2 separate regions of the Gasterosteus aculeatus genome follow, and region 2 is linked to region 1. A link is a contact called in public Hi-C data. All regions are on one chromosome and are shown on one strand. Each heading gives the region's core, a stretch centred on a gene start, on an enhancer-like site or on the middle of the called end of the contact. The rest is flanking DNA. Distances are from core to core; before and after follow the strand shown.

Region 1 (4,587 bases), core at 869-3,368:
CGAGACCCCCTTTGGGCCGTCGGGCTTTGCGTCTGAATCAGAGCAGACTGTGCTGGTGGTCCTCCGTTCCTTAATTAGGAAATTAGCTGCACACAGGCCCTCATTACCCAACTCCGGGTTCTCTGTCTCTCTCTCTCTCTCTCTCTCTCTCTCTCTCTCTCCCCCCCTCTCTCTCTCTCTGTCTGCTACTGGTCAATTTCCATAAGAAGATTACAAGCGGATCAGTATTGCAGATAAACAAATAACTGGTCCCTGAGAATAGATGGCTGCTAATTGGACGTTAGTTGTATTGCTCTCGGTCTGTTTGTAACGCCCCATTGAACGGGGAAATTAAATTCATGAAGTGATGTCTCTTTCCAGCTGATTTACTGCAATATGTCTGAGGGGCTGCGGGCTTCCCCCCGTCAGCTGACACATACTTTGAAAAGTCCTTTTCAAATATATATATATTTCAAATATATATCTGTTTTTGAGACATCATGTTAATATGTGTAACACATTATTTAGTCTTTAGGTGGATTTTAGATGCTGTTTTAGAAGCAGAAACTTTCATTATCGGAGTGATTTAGAATGACTGGCAGATGTTATGAGTTCATTGATCATTTATAAAGAGCAGCCCGATCAACCATTAAATCTCATATTTAAATATTATAACCAGCGTGGCTTTGACGATAAATATATTGACTCTCAGCCGTTGTTTTTACGTTTAAAAATACATAATAAAGTCGACAGGCTCCAGTCCTTCGGGTGTCCTGCATCAGTAATGAAATGCTTTTTTTTCTTTTTCTTGATCTGAAAGCTCCGGGAGGTGAAACGCTCCCAAAATGCACATACCAGATGGATCCCCGCGGAGCTCATGTAAATACCGAGGTGTTAATAGTCGTGTTCGATGGCCGATTCTCTCGCCGTCATTAGCAGGTGTGAGCTTCGCCCCGTTGAGCGATCGGCTCCAGCGGCGTTTCGGCTCGTTTGCAAAGGGGGGACGTTTTGCAAATGAAGGCGATCATTTTAATAACACCGCGGGGAGAAAACGAGTCCGCAAACAGTGGCGCATGGCGGAGTGGTGCGAGCTCAGTACAAAACTAAAGCTCTCTGCCCCCCACCCCCCCCGAAAAGGGATGGCCTGTCCCCTCCACAAGAGGTCGTTGATGCATTAGAGTTCGGCTCGGCGGTTCCCTCCGCGCTGCAGAAACGTGCCATTGGTTCACCGCGAAACACAGCGTTGGTCTGCTGGTTAAGGTCAGAACAGGGTGAGGTCATTAATCAGGTAATAAGACGGACATTATTGTAATATCATTTCACATTGACCAGTCAAATCGCCATTCTTCTTCTGTTTGATTGCACTGCTTTTTTTACACTATTTCACCCCAGGGAGTTACATTAAATTACATTACGTTATCTATTCGGTTATATACGATACATAAGTCACCATTTCCAGGTCATGAGAAGATTGAAGAGATCACACGTTTTGGAGCAGGTGCTGAAAAATATTTAGATTGAAACATGTTGGTGTGAAAAGTGATCAGTTAAACAAAAATAAATCCGTTTATTGGGAGTTCTGACAGCTGCAAAACCCCCTTAAGAACACGGAGGGGATCTGATTTTAAATTAGGATTTAAACCACAAAGCGTGTTTCACGGCAGGTGCAGGTGAAATGATATGTTTTACTCTGCCAGGGGCACATTTTATTCCAATATTCGACCTTTAACTTGAAGTATTTGCACTCCCATCGGGGCGCTTTGGCCTGTTGTGATTTGTCTCTGTAGCTGATTTGACATTTATCCCTTAGGAGGCTTGGTTCGCTTCATCATGAAAACTCTTTCGCACATGTAGAATTTGTTTTCGATGTAATTTGTTCCACAACACCTGATCAATACAACAAATATAAACAGCCCCCCCTCCCCTTAACGTGTCCCGTCCATTATAAACGTTATAAACCTAGAAACACTTTGCGCTCAGCTTGTTGATCTGTTTTAAAACTTTACCTCTCCCTCCTCCTCTGACAAAAACAGCGCGCTGTGCGCTGCGGTTGGTTCCACGGAGAGCTGCTCCCTGATTGGCCGCCGGCTCCTCGTTGTCACGCTGTCAGTCCGCATCACATGGTCCGGCCACTAGGCCTATTAACACATGAGCTTGCCGAACAACTTTGCAGAGTTCTGTTTGAGAGCAGTGCAGAACGGAGCTGCACAGAGCGGAGAGAAACCAGAAGCACCTGCAGAGACACTTGCTTCTTTGGACACAACTTTTTTTCGCATCTTCTTGGTCAGTACCTCTACCTCTTTGACTTTTTTTTAAATTATTCTTTTTTTTTTTTTGGTTGTTGTTGCCCGCGAGTGAACACTGAACACCGCCAGAATGTATAACATGATGGAAACGGAGCTCAAGACCCCGCTCCCGCAGTCCAACTTGGGCTCGGTGCCGGGCGCAAAGAACAACAGCGCCAACGACCCGGAGCGCGTGAAGCGGCCGATGAACGCCTTCATGGTGTGGTCCCGGGGCCAGCGGAGGAAGATGGCTCAGGAGAATCCCAAAATGCACAACTCCGAAATCAGCAAGAGGCTCGGTGCCGACTGGAAACTCCTCACCGACGCCGAGAAGAGGCCATTCATCGACGAGGCCAAGCGTCTGCGCGCCATGCACATGAAGGAGCATCCGGATTATAAATATCGTCCCCGCAGGAAGACCAAGACCTTGCTCAAGAAAGACAAGTATTCTTTGCCCGGGGGTCTGTTGGCGCCGGGATCCAACGCCGTCAACAACTCCGTGTCGGTGGGGCAGCGCATGGACGGTTACGCGCACATGAACGGGTGGACGAACAGTGCGTACTCCCTCATGCAGGACCAGTTGGCCTACCCTCAGCATCACGGCATGAACAGCCCCCAGATCCAGCAGATGCACCGGTACGAGATGGCGGGGCTCCAGTACCCGATGATGTCCTCGGCGCAGACCTACATGAACGCGGCGTCCACGTACAGCATGTCTCCGGCGTACACGCAGCAGACCGGCAGCGCCATGGGACTGGGCTCCATGGCGTCCGTGTGCAAGAGCGAGCCCAGCTCACCGCCGCCGGCCATCACGTCCCACTCTCAGCGGGCGTGTTTGGGGGACCTGAGGGACATGATAAGCATGTACCTGCCTCCCGGCGGAGAGAGCGCGGAGCATTCCTCCCTGCAGAGCAGCCGGTTACACAGCGTCCATCCGCACTATCAGAGCGCGGGGACCGGCGTCAACGGGACGCTACCGCTCACCCACATCTGAGGGCGGCGGAGGGAAAAGACTTTAAAAGAAAAATTAAATAAAAAAAATAAAAAGTACTTCGGATACTTGAACTTTTTGGTTGCTAAAGAAACGACGTTCAACGGTTTTGTTCTCAAACTATTTTATTTCACGAGTTGTCAGTTTTCTTTTTCTTTTTTTTTTTTTAGCATGCATTTGAAATGGGCCGAAACTCAAAGCGTTGAGTCCACCAGAGTAAATTTGCATCGCAAAGAGGCTTTTTATCACAAGTATAAGCAATCAACATATGTAGAAGAATTGGACTTCTATATTCTAATTAATGCCATATTTTCTCTCTGTGAAAAGGCATGTGGCCTCATTAAGAGAGGCTGGTGTATTTCGGAAAAGCCGGATGGAAAGTTGGTTCATAAATGTTTACACTTCATTTGTAGAATGTCAGTTGTCTCGACTGTGTCAAAATTTTGTAGTCTCTTTTTACCCCCCCCCCTCCCTCTTGACCTATAGGTTCAAATGAAATGTTAAGACTGTGCGGGTCGCAAACGCAAGTTTTATTTATAGTAAAGGTTTCTTTCTCCTCCTTTTTAGCTTGTGAACCCGATGTTTTTGTCACGTGAAAATTGTCAAGAGTTTGTTTTTTGTAAAATTGTTATTTTCTGTGATGGTTTTGACCGTGTCATGTTTGCTCTGTTTATCACGAACGAAAATGTTTATTTAAACTGACGTTTCTACATATTTTAAGACCATCCTCTATTCTTAAATGCTGAATAAATTTGTACGAAACATAATTGGTGACTCTGTCTTCTGTGAGCATTAGGAGGTTTGCAAATAAGGCTTCATTCGAAAATGAAATTAGTATTTATAAAGGTGTAAGCATCTTCAAACACACCGACTTGTTTTCACTGCTGATCTGATAAAGATCAGGCAAATCTTTTCTTAAAACAATTATTTATTTAAAAAAGTACAGATATGTTTTTGTTCATTAAGGAGATATCATAAAGATAATTTGGTTTTCGAATTCATTTGCAACCTTGGTAAAGCGTTGTGTGTGTGGGGGGGTTTAATCCTCCATTTTATATTTAAATTGTAATCCATAGTTCTCCGGCCTATTTGTTTGTTTGTTTCTTTACATTTCACAGGCTTATTTATTTTGGTATTGATATTGGTGGAAAATCAGTCTTCCTTATTTTTCCCATCATTTGAAATACCTTTTTGGTTTTCAAAGAAACTAGAGCTCACTTACTTTTTAATACTTTGCCTTCACCAAGTTTAAAAGTCCACTCAGTTATTTCAGTTCGTATGTGGTGACAATTTACTTCCACAGGTTGTCACAACTTTCCCGTGTCAGTTTGA
Region 2 (4,581 bases), core at 594-3,093, 43 kb after region 1:
ACAGATTATTTCTCTATTACACGTTTTATAATAATATCACATAGAAATTGTAAGAAAAAATGCCTTACTCGGAAATAAATAGTAGAGAAAAAAAGATGAAGAACAACATTTAGCATTTTAACAGCATATGATGAAACAATACAACTGCAAACATGAATTTTGAGTTTAAACAAAGTCCACAGTGACGGGTTTCATTAAGAGTAGTAGCTACAGTGTCATAGTACAAGTGTGTCAACAGTGAAAATAATAATAATCTAACAAACCCTAACCCCCTAAAAACAATCAAATTCATTTGTTGTGTCAGTCAGAAATAAGAACATTTACATGTTGTCAGCGGTCCCTGGTTGCCACGTGTTCTCTCGGCACCACGGCTGGGAAACACCACGTTGGGTTTCTCACTTTCTCATGTGATGTTAATATGAGGTGCATGTCTTCGTACTGAAACCACATTGTGCAGACTGGGTGGTGCCTCAAATATTTTTACTTTGACGGCTTTTAACTATAACACGCAACCTGAGTTTAGAAAAGTTCAAATATTCATATAAGCTCAAGTCAGCTACGAAACTGAACGATATCTGAGACACAGACCGAACGGTGTTCGTCCAATGCTTAGTGGTTACACTCGTTCGCACGCACACTAACCACAAGCACGCAATCATGGTTTTGACCTTGGCTGACTTGGCTGCTGTTCTTACTAACATAGACACCCTCTAAAGGTTATGTACAAGTACGTGACAACTTAAAAACACCTTCCCCACTTGTCACAGTTTGCAGAACTGACCACATTTTATTGACAGGAAGGGCGTCACTGAGGCACAATGCAACCCGAGTTGCTACATGCAAATATAGATGCCGGGGTCACTCATGTACAAATACAAATGAGCCTCTGTGTTAATGTTGCTTTCACACAACATGTATTGCACAAGCAGCTAAATGTTGTTACATAATACATTATCTGCAAGGTTTTAGTAATTATGAAATGCATGACTCAAAATATTATTATAATTGACAATAGTAGTTGTCCGATACTTTCACAGAAGAGCACAACTTTCCTAAAAGAGACCATTAAGAGCAATTACCTCTGTGAAACATTTACATTTTTGCATGTATTTTTATGCTCAGCTGCTCTGTGTGGCTTTTAAATGCGCATAACAAGAGTCGAGACGTTCTAAGCCTCAGACATTGGGCTCATTGTTCTTTCCTGTTTCTTGGAATTTCAGCTTATTCTGCTTTTATTTGCTTCAACTTGTGTCACGGTAGCAGGAATTTTCCCTACGTTGGCACATTTCACCCGATGACACCGAGACACGGGCAGAGATGTGGTTTTCTATGGGAACACAATTCAACTGTTTCCCTCTCCCACACGGTACTCTTTAAAGCTAGAAGCAGGAAGTAGGACATTCGAGCATTTTTATTATGTTAACATTTCCTCATTGAGGTCAACAGTGTTGGCACAAAGCTGTGACAGACCTTCGATATTTGGGCAGAGTATTTAAAGGACCCTGTGCAAGTAACGTCTGAAGGACATTTGATGTCAGAGTTCATTAATCAAGACAAGCTTTTGAGTCGCAGAACTCATTTAGCCATCAGAAATGTACATTGACATTCATCTTTTACAAATTGTTGTTTCCTGTTCATACTTTATTAGTCTTTTTTTGTAAGTTTGATGAAAGAAATGTCTGTAGCAATGCCAATGTTGCAACAAGGCACCAGACGCATGACATACTCAAGTGCAGGTAATTTGTAATCAAGACTGGTGTTTTTCTCTCAAACGTCATTTACCAATTCTCAGAGCAACTCCTTCAAGATCTGCAATTAACATGCGGACACAATAAACTTAACATAGGTATGTCGAGGGCTTGTCAAAAGCTTCCGTGCTAAAAAGTATTACTTCCATTTTTAAGGGAAGTATTGCTATTGGGAAATACTTAGAACCTTGTAATATTTCAACAAACTACAGTGTAATAAAAGTGTAGTGCAAAATGTTTTCTATATGTTATTGATAAAAGACGTCGTGTTGCTTGCTATTGTGCTTTTTGTCCATCATGCTGTAATGAGCCATCTTACTCTGGGATACTAAAATCCCAGAGAATAACTTAACATAAGACGCCTTTATTCAACGCTCAATGGTCCCTGAAGGACGACCACAAACCGCCTGTTTCTCCGCAGAACAGGGGTTCAGCGTCAGACTACACTACCCACAATGCACCGCGATGCACAAACCCGCCGCACCTTCGCCGGGTGGAGCCTGTGAACGTGGGGACGTCGGCGGTGGGTTTGCCGCTGGAGTGCGAATTGTTTGACAGGGAGCCGAGGCGACTTGTGCCGAGAGGGGGGCGGCGGCGGCGATGAAGAGAGAAGTTAGTTGTCGGCTTTCCGCCTGAACGAGCGTCTCTTTTTCGGACCGGTAGTTTTTCAAGCGAGGCAACCGGCGCGGCGCCAGCAGATGATTCGTAGTAGCCCGAGCAACAGGGCGACCGCTCCAGCCTTCCGCGGAGTAGAAGGCGGCAACCGCAACGCGGAAAAATAATTCCAGGTGGGGGGGTAGAGAGGGGGGAGAGAGAGAGAGAGAGAGAGAGGGGGGAGAGAGAGAGAATGCGAATGGTGACAGGATGCCGAAATCAAACAAAATGGAAACGATGTAGCGCCGCTGCGACGTTTCGCGTAGCTAGAACTAAGGGTAGAGTAGAGAGCGGGTAGCTAAGGGGCTAGCAGGGCGAACTAACGCCATACATGTGAAGTTATCCCCGCGAAAGAAGCCCGGCCGGGAGAGAGACACCGACAGAGAGAGAGAGAGAGAGAGAGAGAGAGAGAGTTCACCAGCGTTGCGAAATCAAGGAACAGGACGCAGAGGAAGATGCTACGGAGAAGACTGAACCGCTTGGTATGTTTACGTGTCATCAACGCCACACACACACGCGCGCACACACACACGCACACGCGCGCGCAGTTGTTAGCGTGTGTGCGTGTTGCGGCTGCTAACGGCTTTTAACTGCAGTGGCTCTGTGTCCTGAAACGATGTAAATCATTTTAACCCCCCACACCCCCGTTTTAGCTAAAAAGAAACTTGAGCAAAGTGTTGACACTGCCTGACAACACGTAGCGAGGGGGTGGGGGTCTCCCTCCATTGCTCTGAGCCAGTTACCTAACGTTAACTGACAGGTAAGTTCTCTGCCAGCAGGAGTCACGACTCTTTTTTTATTTTATTTTTTTATTATCTGTGTAATTGTTGTCTTCTGAGTGGAATAGTGCAGTCAGTGTGACCCGCACAGAGGAGGCTCTCTCATCTTCTGTCTCCGCGGCCCTGGACTCCTTTTCTCCGGGGACCCCAATGCTAAAAATAGGCTCTCTATTTAAAGGCACTATGACCTGCATCCAAAGATAGGCCTTTCTCTGTGTGGCCTCTATTAGAGTCGAATGGATGGATGGATGAATAGGTCAGATGAGATTGGTGATCTGGATTCTATACATTTGAGGATCATGTTTTTTTTAATACCTTTTTTGGATTGTAGACTTCTGCTCATTCAATATAAGAAAAACAAAACAATACGCACTCCTGCTCGACTACAGATGCAAATCATCTGTTTCTCAATGCGCCACACTGTCGTGGATGTCTTTGCTCCATCGTTGCTCTGCATCCTGCTTTGAACCTCATGTTTTACGATTGTTCAATTTAAAGCTTTACCTTTTTAAAGTCTCCCCTATTGGTTTCACTGCCTGTTCTAATCCATGAATCAGCCATGAGTGGGGCTGGTTGGAAAGTGGAGTAGCTATCCTCAAGGCCAGGTTTCTAAACCCCCCCCCCCCTCTTACTGCCTCTTTATAGTCGTCCTGTGATCCGGTAACCTGTTGTCGCCGGTGGTTTGATTCCCCCACAGGCTCTGTGAGCAGTATAGATAGCGGCGGTGAATAAGGCGATATAATAACTCTAGTGCCTGACCCTCCTTCTGGCCTCCCTCTTTAAGTGCTGCCAGGTCAGCTGATTTTCCTTCTGGAGAGGATTGCTGCTGTAATTTCTCTCCAGTGTGAGCTGTAAATAATATTTTGTGCGGGGCAGCCGGCCACGCGGCCATCCATGCACGCGGTGGCTTTATGGGAGGCCCACAGAAGGGGGGGGGGGGGGGGGGTGGGGGGATACCTGTGCATCATGAAGAGGGGGGGGACAGATGGAGGGACGGGAGAGTGTGACTGCTCATACCAAAAGCCACCCTCCGTTGAGTCTCCCACTGTGATGCACTGTGCCACTAAAACCCCAGTGTGTCTTTGGGAGGACAGGGACAGGGAGCGAGTGCGTCTGGGCTTTTCGTGGTGACACAGTTACCTTTGATGTTCTCTCAAGCCCTTGAAGGCAGCCGCATGATGTGAATGCGAGGAGAACGCCATCGCCCAGGCAGCACCTCCGGTGTCTGTTTTTTGGCACCATGGTAACCAGAGGACCTCCTCGCACGCTCTGCATCGGTTGGAGCCACACCGGGGAAGTTTCTGCGTCACAATCTGACTGTCGTAGTACTCTCGCGAGTATTCCTCCGCTGCTCGGTGATGAAGTACACTGAAACCCGACGGGGGGGGCTCCTACCCCGT

What was found. A called contact is a pair of places that touch in the nucleus more often than the background predicts.
Region 2: a contact with region 1 is called in a Hi-C map of tail fin, with 4 times the contacts expected there. The contact joins the promoter of atp11c here to the enhancer-like site in region 1. A contact is called at or near these places in 2 of 6 Hi-C or Micro-C datasets (tail fin and whole body).

What each region holds. Positions count from the first base shown.
Region 1 is chr4:5,801,558-5,806,144 of fGasAcu3.hap1.1, forward strand. The region is part of intron 1 of sox3 (SRY-box transcription factor 3); the gene reads left to right. Among protein-coding and RNA genes, the nearest start is that of sox3, 8.8 kb to the left of the region's middle. Within about 2 kb of position 2,119, at least 7 of the 9 cell types and tissues checked have open chromatin away from gene starts, as enhancers often do.
Region 2 is chr4:5,844,631-5,849,211 of fGasAcu3.hap1.1, forward strand. atp11c (ATPase phospholipid transporting 11C (ATP11C blood group)) reads left to right here and starts at 1,844. Exons shown (of 29, transcript XM_040173559.2): 1 at 1,844-2,884. The coding sequence starts at 2,858.